Linked DNA regions of Gasterosteus aculeatus: region 2 is linked to region 1. Evidence: chromatin contacts called from public Hi-C data. All regions are on one chromosome and are shown on one strand. The core of a region is the stretch at or near the end of the contact, and the rest is flanking DNA. Distances in the headings are between cores, read along the strand shown.

What was found. Hi-C and Micro-C count contacts between places; a contact is called where the count stands out from the background.
Region 2: a contact with region 1 is called in a Hi-C map of skeletal muscle, with 5 times the contacts expected there. The contact joins the promoter of arid1b here to the enhancer-like site in region 1. A contact is called at or near these places in 2 of 6 Hi-C or Micro-C datasets (both in skeletal muscle).

Annotation. Positions count from the first base shown.
Region 1 is chr15:4,280,664-4,286,411 of fGasAcu3.hap1.1, reverse strand. The region is part of intron 4 of arid1b (AT-rich interactive domain 1B); the gene reads left to right. Among protein-coding and RNA genes, the nearest start is that of zdhhc14, 58 kb to the right of the region's middle. Within about 2 kb of position 2,056, at least 2 of the 9 cell types and tissues checked have open chromatin away from gene starts, as enhancers often do.
Region 2 is chr15:4,361,653-4,367,487 of fGasAcu3.hap1.1, reverse strand. It overlaps arid1b (AT-rich interactive domain 1B), which reads left to right and starts at 4,466. Exons shown (of 21, transcript XM_078089494.1): 1 at 4,466-5,835. The coding sequence starts at 4,849.

The sequences.
Region 1 (5,748 bases), core at 807-3,306:
GGAGGAGCAGGAGGAGGGCGAGGGAGACGGGGGGTGGGGTGGGGTTAAACAGCCAGGTGGAAGCCCTTCTCTCCTCTCACCAAACACCACCTCGTCTGCCGGAGAAGAAGTGAAAGCCGTTTAAAGATGGATCCGGAGCGAGCGGGAAATGAAGGACTCGGGTAACAAGGAAGAGAGGAGCCGGAGCGGGAGGCCGGATAGTCCCAGAAAAACAGAGAAGAGATTTCCTCTTGTCTTTTAATGAGCGTGGACTCGCGCTGTGCGAGGGAGCCGTCTCTTGTGATGTTGTGTTTACACAAGACGGTTGAATTGAAGCGGATCGAGTGATTTACTACACGCCTCATATAATAATGCCCCCGTCAAAAATGCACGCCGTTATGCATTTTTGGAAGCCTGCTGTACAAATGTAAGAGTCCCGAGAGGGACAACATCTCGGTAATATAAACATAAAGTATCAATAAACGCTGTATATATGACTACTGGAGGAATGTTAAAGTGATTTATATCACTTATCTCAGCAGCGTGAATCCTTTTATGAAACAATCAGCAATGACGTCTGGCCCTGAACGCCTCTTCTGCTGGTTAGAGTTTTTGATCACATGCTCTTCTGTGCTCGCGTCAAGCACAGCGCCATCTGCTGTCCGACGCCACTGTTACACCCCGGGAACAAAGGCCCTGTCTGACCATTAAAAACACTTCTTTCTCTCTCTTTTCTCAAATGAACTTTACCTTTTTTTTCTTTTTTCTTTTTTCTTACACCTGCTTTGCATTTATACACATAATGAATTGCTTACATCTAATTATTCAATATCTCAATTATCAGCGCTGATGGCCTCACAGCGAAGCTCGAGAGCTTAAATTTACAGCCCTATTCCGTAAATGTCTAAAATGAAATTAACTTTTTACAGGGTGTCATCTGTGGCTTTTAAGTGGGGAAATTGAAGCCTCGCTTTCCTGCACGCGCACACGCACACACGCGTGCACGCGCACCCACACACACACATGCACCAGCTCATAATGAGAAGCCATTATTAGGCACTGATTGGAGCCAGGGTGCCGATATTAAAAGTGGCAGGAGAGGCAATATCACCTCGGCGTCTAATACGCTGGTAGATGTGTCATATATTTTAAGACAGCTGCTCTGCTGTTTATAATTAATAGCAATTTTAGTCCCAGCTAAAAATTGGAAGACAGCTAACAGAGGGATCTTGTTCTATTAAGTGCAGACTCCGAATCAATGTCAAAGTGACATTGTGCAGTTTTTTGAGTGGGTGGTCCGGACTCCACGGGGCTCGTATGTAAACACAAAGCTCGTGCGCCGTTACGTGTGTTTTGCACGGAAGGCGGCTTCCCTTTGATCCCGTGTGAAAAAGAATAAAAGAAGTGCGGCGCAAACAAAAGGAAGCGATGAAGATGGCCTCTAAAGACACCTGAATACAAATAATCTGTCTTTATTCTCATGCCCCGCAGTCATAAATCACTCCCTGCCACATGACAGCCTCATTCACCGCATATCAGTGTGGCAAATGGCTCTATCTTATAATAGCAATGTAGCACATAGCAATATTATCCGCGGCGGAGGATTGTAGTGCACGTGTCTCATGCGCTCTGCCCCGGAGCGCCAGCCAGATTGCACTGGCCCAGCGACAGTCTTATAATAAGACTCGCCCATTAAATCATATCAGCACTGCTTTTTATAGGCCCGACACCTCAGCTACGCAACTATGAAACTGTCCATCACACAGAAATGTGCGCGTGTGAGTGTGTGTGTGTGTGTGTGTGTGTGTGTGTGTGTGTGTGTGCCGTGTGAGCGGAGCAGACTGTGTCTGGGAGGAGACGCGTGTGTGTTTTACCAAACGTTGAGCCGCTCTCTGCAGCATCTGACAGCGTTTCATCTACTGCTGTTATTAGATCAGCCTCGCGCCGCTGTCACCTCTCCTTTCTCTGTGCTTACATCACACACACGCACGCACGCGCACACACACACACGCACGGCCTGACAACCATTGGCTCAGGAGCCGTGCATATATGCAAACAGGATGGCTGCCTGACGAACGGGGAGTCTGAAGCAGTGTGTGTTACTGGCATGTTCATGGGCAGCGGTAAGACGAGTTCTTGAGATCAGACCTGCGATGTTCCAGCTGTTATGTGCATGTTGTGTGTATCACATTTTGGTCAACTTCGGTTCGCTTAGATGAAGGGAAAAAAACACCTCAGGGATCACGTCACGCAGCGGGCTGAGATGCTTTTGCAATATGATGCTTTCTGGCTTGCTAAAGATTAATTAAAACGACAGCGAGCAAAGCACTGCAGCAAAAACATGGAAATATTTGTCCGGGGGGGAAAAAAAAGTTTTGTGTTTTTTTTACAATCCCATTTGTTTCCAATGTCCTCGGGGCCTGGTGGGAAATTAGTTTGTCAAATTAGTCATTATGAAAATATTGGTAATTCCAAATTTCAACTCATTCTGCACCTTTGGAAGATTACAATAACCTCTTTTTGGAATCGAGGACTGAAATGAAATACAAACAAATCCGTTAATTGCTGAATCCTGTGGAGTCTCTTACAGATCAGCGGATGTGAATATCTGGTTTTCTGCCCCCCCCCCCCTCGTGCTGTAAGAAGTGTTCCTTCTTAAGTCGCCGCAGCCTCCCGAGCGCAGCTGTCGTGTCACATTTGTCACCTTTGACGGATGACGTCTGCGTCTGGCGCGGGAGAGTTAAAGAACCCACGGAAGAGACGGCAGAGATGCTCAAATTCTTTTGGACGCGAGCGGATTGCCGTGTTTTTTTTGTTCTCGCCGCCCTCCGAGGAGCGCTTTTTCTGTTCGGTTGCATGTTTGACGCGGCTCGCTCGATTGCGGCACTGCAGCAGTAAAGTTAATTCAAAGTGTGCGTGTTTTTTTTTTTTTTTATCCTGACAGCTTTGTGATTTCTTTCCTTTTTCCTGATATTTTAGATTTGCTTATGTTGTCACTTTTCATGACACGTCTCCATGTCTCACTCAACCCTTCTATCGATGTCTGCACAGCACTCGCAGTCAAACGGCATGTGGGAATGTGTTATGCATGTGTGTTATTTAGCAAATCCTATATATTAATTATGTGTAATTGCTGAGATGGTGCTCGGTCATTTGTCTGTCAGGTCCTCAAAACAATAACGTGATGTCACATTTCCTGAATCGAGCCAACAGAATGAAATTATCCACACAGTTTGGATCTAATTGAAATGCAAAAATGCATTGTTGCTAACACTCGCTTTCATGCTAATACGCCCCCCCCCTCCCCCCCACCCCCACCCCCTCCACATGCATACGCCTTCCCCGTGATCCACACACACACTCACCACACATTAACAATGTGCACAGAAAATTGTGCAGACAGAATCAAGTGATGGACAGGAGGAGAAACAGAACCTCAAACGCTGCAACATGCTGCACATATAAAGTAACGTAGTGTACACATTGGTTGAACAGAGGACTGGCTGACAGGCGCACACACACACACACACACATAGAGACACACACAGCACCCCAAGGCCTCTCCACGTCTCGCTTAATCCAAGCCGTCAGTCAGCGCTCGGGGGCCTGGATGCTGCCGTTTGATTGTAATTGCAAAAACCGGAGGCAGACAAGGGAGAGCCGGGGATGTCAATAGACAGGTGGAGGGACGGGGGGGAGGAGAGGGGGGGGGGGTGGTGGTGTCTCCTGCCCACCCACAAGTCCCTGCTCAGCACGCCGGGTGACTTTGTGTCAGCAGTTTGTCTTGTGCATAGCTAATGGCGGCTCGATGGAGGGGAGGGCTGCAGTCTGCTGCTCCCCTTCGATCTCCCCGTCTCTCCATCCTCTGCACTCGCGGGCTGAATTCCTGACAAATGAGATTTTGCCCGAGGTGGATGGACGGATGCTGTGTGGAGGAAGGCCACCCCCCCCCCCTCCCCTCCCTCCTACCCCCCCCCTCCTCCATTTGTTAGGGAATCTCACGAGCCGTATGGAACACGGAGGTTTATCTCCTCCTAACCTCCTCCGTTCCTCCTGCCTCTCTCTTCCTGCAGCGCCGCCTTTTTTCACATTTAAGATGGAGGCCGGAATAACTCACAGTGAATTGTTTTAATGAAGAAACGGAGGCAGCGGGAGGGGAGAAGGGAGAAAAAGAGAGGAGGAGGGCATTAAGGAACACTGTACAGCAAGGAATTTAAGGGATGGAGAAAGAAAAACACACACAGTAGACCGATTGAGTTTGAAATGAAAAAAAAAAAAAAAGAGAAAACAGCCTCTCCAATTAAGGAGAAGTTTTTTGTTTTGTTTCATTGGTCATGGACAGTCGGCCACACTTGCTTTTGTTGAGTGTGTGATGAATTACACCCCTCCTCTGCCTTTGTTGTGGTGGAGCTCCAGCCGTTTGTACCTCCTACAATGGTTCGCGCTGTGAATTCTCTGCCTGTTTACCAACCGGGGCTCTTTTGAACTGGCGCAGAGAAATTGCTTTTTGAAAAGTCTCTTTGATTGCGAGCCCAATTTGTTTTCAGCGCTAAAAAAAAAAAAAAAAAAAAAAAAACTTTGTTTGAACTGCTGTGAAATGCGGGCTGACCGTCCTGAGAGGGCCGCCGCCGCCGCCGCCAATCCGCTCCTCTTTTTCGGCGAGCGTGCACGTACGCGGCGCGCGAGGTAGCTCGCAGGGTTCCGGTGCCCTCAGGTGACCATCGCCGTGTCTTCGTTGCTCCCGCCGGATGCACAAAGGTCCGTCATCAAATGCGCTTCCAGACAGCCGCAGGCGTGTGTGATCGTCACGTCGTATTCGGGAGTTAAAGGGACGTTTTGCTTTTCTGCTACACTGACCTCTTCTGCTGGTCAGGGTCAACTCCCGATGGACCACATGCACAACAATTGACCCATTTCTTTACATCAGGACAAGATGAGTTCAGTAAACACTTAACCGGTGGTTTGAATGTGAACATTAGATTGATCCTGCTGTATTAATGTATGTTAGTTGCATAGAATCGGAGGATAATCATATTTGGTGTCTTACTGTTGTTGTAAATAGCAATTAGGAAAGAGTGAATTAATAGAGAGAGGTCCTCCTGCTATTTCCATTTATTTCGAAAGTTTTTACTTCCTTCGATCTTGTCTTAATCAAGACTTTAACATGTGTGATATTTGTTTTTCGTAACATTTTAAACGCCAATCAGAAAGGCGTCATCTGATAGTATTGCTAGAAGTCCTCTGTGGGTCACTGAGTAATAAACTCACGCTTACTGTCTCAGATGTTTCAGGAGACATGATGCTGAAATGGGATCCGGCCTCCTGATGTAACGCATCCTGCAGCTGCAATCAGCCCTTAATTCAACTCGTAGGATATAAACATCTCAAGAATCCCCCCAATCACATTATTGATCCGCGGCGGGGGGGGCGGGGGGGGGCTGATGGATTGCCAGGGCGGATGCGCTGACGGGCGGCACGTCCACAATGGTGGAAGAGGGTTTTTTGCACCGATCAAACCAGACCCCCCCCCCCTTCCCGTTTTGATCAGGGTCGCTCGCTTTGACAGTGATGCATAAGTCTCTGCATCCCACACGAGTGGAGGGATGGGGGGGGGGGGGGGGGGCATTAAACAGAAACACACACAGAAAAAAGACTAAAAAGAATGTCAATGGCAGAGCTGGTCCGCCGGTCCGCCCTCACCTGCGAGAGACGGCGGCGTTCGGATGGATGCGAACCATCGCTATCAACCCCCCCCCCCCCCCCCATGTC
Region 2 (5,835 bases), core at 3,217-5,716, 79 kb before region 1:
CGATGCGTCAGTTCTCTTCCCTTAACACCATTTACGGCGGAGAGCAGAACAAAGGGAGGTGCTCTGAACAGACTTTGAGGCCTCGGCGGGTTTTGGGATGTAGGAGAGCTCGCTCGGCCGACTTCTTTGTTGACGTTAGTCATCCCATCTGGGTGGAAATGTCAAGTGGCGGGGGGGGGGAATCAAAGAAGCGCCCTTGAGTTATTGCACCACTAAAAAGCTGCCAGCAGAGACAAAGTGACGGGTCTGAATTGTGCGCGCGTTGTGGACTTTTTTGCGTCTGCCCACGAATGCGCTCGACCCGCCGGCAACGCGCCGAAGCTCCGCGGGCATTCGGAGGGTTCGCTAACCGCCGGCAGCACGGAGGCTACCTTTGCAAACGTTGGTGGATTAGCTCACGTTGCGGCGCTAACATATGCGATGGCTGCCGGCGAGCTCTTCCCCATTAGGTTTGCACATCAAAGGCGGCGGGAGAAGTTCTTCACAGGCAGTTAAAAGTGGGCTCAGTGTGGATCTTGTAAATACCGTCTTTGAGTCTGTGCCTCTCGGGGGACACTTCACTCACTACTCCAGTCGGGGGGGGAGGCGAGGGAGGGGAGGAGAGGAGCAGTGACAGGCATCAGGGGGAGGGAGGGGGGGTGAGGAGGGGGGAGGGGGGTTCTTGAGAGCCCAGTCCCCTGTCACCTCCAGAATGGGACGTGTGGATGAAGAAAATCACTCTCCTCTCCCGGTCTGTATCCCCCCCCACCCCCCTCTCCTCCTCTTCCTCACACTTCACATGATAGCTGACAGCGAAAGTAGAGCGTGGCTGTTTCTTCGTTTTTTCTTTTTGAGTCATGTTTCTCATAACACATAAATAGAGCACGCGGCGTCCGGGGAATTCTGTGATTCTGTGTTTTTCGGCGTGCAGGCGGACACAATAGCATCCACTCCTCTCAAGTGTTGTTGAAAACATTTTATCCATCGGAGCCGTTTGCGGGGCTCTGGTGAGGCCCCCGGACTCCGCAAGGAGCCGAAAGGAGTAAGAGATGTGTTTTGTTAGCAGCCACGCACGCACGCACACACACGCACACACACAGACACGCACGCGGCGTATGCTCCAAGGCCCATCGTGGCTTGGATTTGCAGACTGATCAATTGAAATGCTGTTATTTACCCAAGCCTGAAATGAAAACACTATGGATCAATTTGATGCACTTCCATAGGGTTTGCTCACAGTGGCTGGCTGGCTTTTTGTCTCTGCTACAGCCTCCTTCTCGTCCTCCTTAGCCACACACCCCTCATTTTATACACCCGCCCTCCCCATGTCTCCCACCATCAACATTACTAATGCAAAATATACTCCGTCTCTCACACACACACACACACACACACACACACACACACACCATCTACGATGCATCCCCTCCCTGCACGCTCGCTCCAAACACACCCACAGTGTGACACCGGGGCCGCCGCATCCGTCTGAGTGTGCGTGTGCGTGCGTGCATGTGTGTGTTGGTGTGTGTTTTGGGCTGACCCACTTTCTGTGCTTGGCCAGGCTTGTGTTGCTGCTGCTGCTGCTGTCTGCTGTTCTGTGCTGCTGGGGGGGGAGGAGGGGGGAGACGATCCCTGCAGACTCCCCCGGAACAGACTCCAGCTCTCCTCCTGACAGACACTCACCGTGGCATGTTCTCCCCCTGCGGACTGGAGACCTCTGCCTCTTTACGTGCGCGTGTGTGTGTGTGTGAGAGGGTTGCAGATACACCTTGATGCAGATGCACAAATGGATAGAAAAATGCATGCACATGGCTGCGCACACAGTAAGAGCACACACACACACACTCATCTTGCACACATATGCAAAGCACAAACCATCCCAGATCTGTATATTTTTAATTCCACCCACCCTCCTCCGGCTCCTCCTCCTCTCTTCCCGTGTTTGTCTGGAGTTATTGTTTCAATCTTGCTGCATCAGGGGGCCCCTGAAGGTTATAAATTAAACATAAATGCAAATGCGCTGAGCCATTGCCCTCCTCCTCCACCTCCCTCCTCCCTGCACACACACACACACACACACACACACACACACACACATCTTTGCCATTCAAACAGATCAGTGTGTCTGCGAAATTAATAGGAGAACAGTGGGCTTTTTTTAATGAGCGAGGGAGGAAAATTAGAGTTGCAAAGCCACAGCGCACACCCAGAGCCGCAGCCGAGGCAACGGCTCGAAAAGCCCGGCGCCATCATAGAATATGCTAATGCCCGCGGTCCCCTCGCTGTGGGCCTTGGTGTTGCTCTAGATGAAATCAGAGCCGAGGCTTTGATCTGGGACACCGATGGGAGGCGGAATCGTCGCGTGCACAAAGTACAGAGAGCAGGGAGGGTGCGGACGAGGCTGCTTCCCGCCAGAAAAGGTGCACGTGAGACCTCGCGTGAAACACATTGCCGATCGCGTATGACGAGGCGTTGTTTTCGTCGACGCACACGCAGAGCAACAGCGGTTGCTTTCTGCTCTGTGATACACGGAGGGTGTAAACGCGACGTCTTCTTGGGGGTGTCCTATCGATACCATAACAACGTTACAGCTTTCATTCTCCGCCACATGGGCTCGTAAAAGAATACGGGTTTATAGTGGTGTCACTCGCTTTCATGCTCCTATCATCGAGCTGATATTTTGCAAAGTGAGAATGAACCTCTTGTAATGTAATTCCCCCCCCCCCCCCCCCATGTAGTTGGCGCAATACTTTTTATAGCAGGCCGTCCTGCAGTGTCAATCATTTCTGCGTGCTGCTGCTTGTATTGTTTATTATTACGTTCAGTGCTCCAACTTGCACTAACACTGTGTCTCCAGCAGGGGTCTTACCATTGTCACGGCCTCAGAGTGAATTATCTCACACTGTACACGACACAGAGTGAATTTGGGCCTCCTCTCTTCTCCAACGTGTGACGTGAAGTAACAATTAAGTGCCGGACAAACAACGCTCGCCTCCCCCCCCCCCCCCTCCTGTCGCCATCGCCGTGGTCATCGCCGGGCCGCCTCCGCCACCACCACCGCGGCGTCTACGTTGTCATCGGCGCACAGTTGCTCCCTGCAGGCCGCCAGTCATCTTCATTATCATGGCCCTCCTCACAGCACAACGCTCATCCCCAAAATCCTTCCCCTCCACCCCCCCCCCCCCCCCACCTCCCCCTCCCTCTTTCATCCATAGCTCCCTCTGTTGATCAAATGCATCTGATCTCATCAAAGCAGACCCTCTGCTCACTCAAGTCCCAACAGACACCCGAGCTTCTTTACTAAGCACAATTTCACACCCATGTTTGAACACCACTGATGGGATGGGGACAGATAGCGTATCTTGTAGACTTTGGTTTTGTGTGGTCCTACACTGCAGCCGGGGGTTGATTTTTGTACGTTCATTTATTTTTTCTTCCTCTTCTTCTTCTTTCTTTTTTAAAAATGTCATTATCATTTCAGACGGGCTCTTCGCTAACAGAGTAAATCAAAAGAAGGAAATTAAAGAATGTAGCCTTTTATTCAAATAAGACCCTAATGAAGAATGGCTTTAATATTCATAGTATTCATATCACATTCCTACGGAGTGAGTTTTAAGTGACCTCATCGTACTGAATGCCCTTTATTCTTCTTCTATCACACCAAGTAGTCCCCAGTATAATGTAGTTTATAATTTGTGATATGTTCATGCACCCCCCCCCCCCCCCCCTCCCCTTCCCCAGCCCCTTCCCCAGCCCCTCCCACCCTCTTTCTACACCCCTGCTATGGTTCTGTATTGAAGAAGGAGCATTACTCATTTTAACACATAAGTGATTGGATGAACTCCGTTACGCACGTATTGCAACCCCGCAGCCGCTCCGCCGCGCGATTACATTCGTATTCCGACGGCCACACCATTGCGCACGGCGCGCGGTTCGCGTGTCCGGCTCCTGTCAGAGCAGCAGAGAGGACTGGCTCGAGCCGAAGGGACCGGGGAGGCTGGGAAGAGGGAAAATCCGATGTGGACAACCGCGTAGAAACTCGCTCGGGCAAACTGAACATGTGCCGGCGGGGTTATTTCAAGGGTCCGCGCGCACACGTGGAAGTGCCGGATCCGTCACGGTTATGGGCTGTTAAAAAAAGAAAGAAAGAGTAATATGCTCCCTGAACTCAAGGGAAGGAGCCGGTCCTCGTGCACCGCGTGACCCGCAATTAGTTATCAGATATCTAGACGCTGAAGTGGCAACATGGGAAACGCATCTCGCGTGAACATGTCGCCAGCATCGATGCTTTTTCAATATTTATTCAAGTAATCGTAAAAAATCATCCTCGGTTGTACGTCACACACGCACACACACACGCGCGCGTCCGTGCGCGTGCTGCTGGTGGACTCGCTACTCCAGTCCGGGTTTTCCAAGCGAGGCGCGCAGGAGCCCCGGAGGTGGATCGGCTCGCGTAGCCCCGCTCCCCCTCTCTCTCCCCCTCTCTCTCTCTCCCCCTCTCTCTCCCTCTCTCTCTCTCACGCCGTGCTGGGCCACAAGGGCTCCGGGAGACGCTGCTACATATCACCGAGACCCGGGATGGAGGAGAGGCGGAGGGGGGGCAAGGAAGGGTAAAAAAAAAAAAAAAGTTTCGTTTAAACCCCGCAGAGAAACTTTCGACATGAAGCCTCGCTGACGGAACCGTTTCACCACAGCGACACCAGCGCGAGAACAAAGCTTGATTTTCTTTCTTTTTTTCTTACCCCGACTGAATCTACCCCCCCCCCCCCACCCCCACCCCGCTTGTGTTTCCTTCGCTCTTGTCTCACCCTCCGTGCGCACGGCGGGTCGCGGCTCGCTGTCACTGCGCGCTGAGATGTTGGAGTGACCATGGCCGCGCAAGTTGCATCGGCTCCGACCAGAACTAATAACAAAAATAAGAAATTATCCAGCGGTTTGGGTCCGGAGCTCAATTCGGGAAAATCCGGAGGAGTAGGGACCGTGCAGCGGACTGGACCTATGCTGGGCGCCGGAGATGGGACTCTGAATAATGTAGACCATCACCGCCGCAACGAGCTCAACATGGTCCATTCAACTTCCGCGACTCACGGCGCGTCGGACGGCCGCGACCAGGATGGGAATAACCTCGCGTCCGCCTCGGCTTCCGCCAATTCCGCCGCGTCCTCGATGGAGACGGGTCTGATCGCGAACCACAAGCTGAAATGTGCGGCGAGCGGAGATCCTCCGCAGTCTCAACCGCCGCCGCCGCAGCAGCAGCAGCAGCAGACGACGCAATTCGGCCAATTTGCGCCACATCACCAGCGACAGATCCAAAGTAACAACACGGCGAATAACAACGGCCAGGGGCCCCGCGGGGACAGGGCCATGGATCACCAGCACCACGGCGGCAAGGAGAACCTGTTGGGGGGGCAGGGAGAGCCGCAGCAGCAGCAGCAGCACATGCCAGGTAAAGGTGAGGGGGAGCTCACCTGTAAACCGGAGAGGATGATGGGTACCAGGTATGAACACCTGGGGCCTACAGGTAACAACTCCGAGTTTAACAACAACTACTACACGTCAAGGCCCTGTTATGAGCAACATGGCGGACAGCAGCAGCAGCAGAGCAGCGGGATGGGGGTAACTCACTCCTCGGCACATAACAGCATGGAGAACTCCCACGAAGCCGGGTACCACAACAGCCAGTACAACCAGTACCCGGCGTACCGGGCAGGCTACGGCGGCGGGAGCTACGCGATGATGGGCCCCGCCGGGGGCCGGCAACCTGGGACCATGATGATGGGCAGCAACTCCTCGGCGAGCCACGGCAAGTCCCCCCTGGCAGCGGCTCCGGGGGGCTTCCAGAGGTTCCCAGGACAA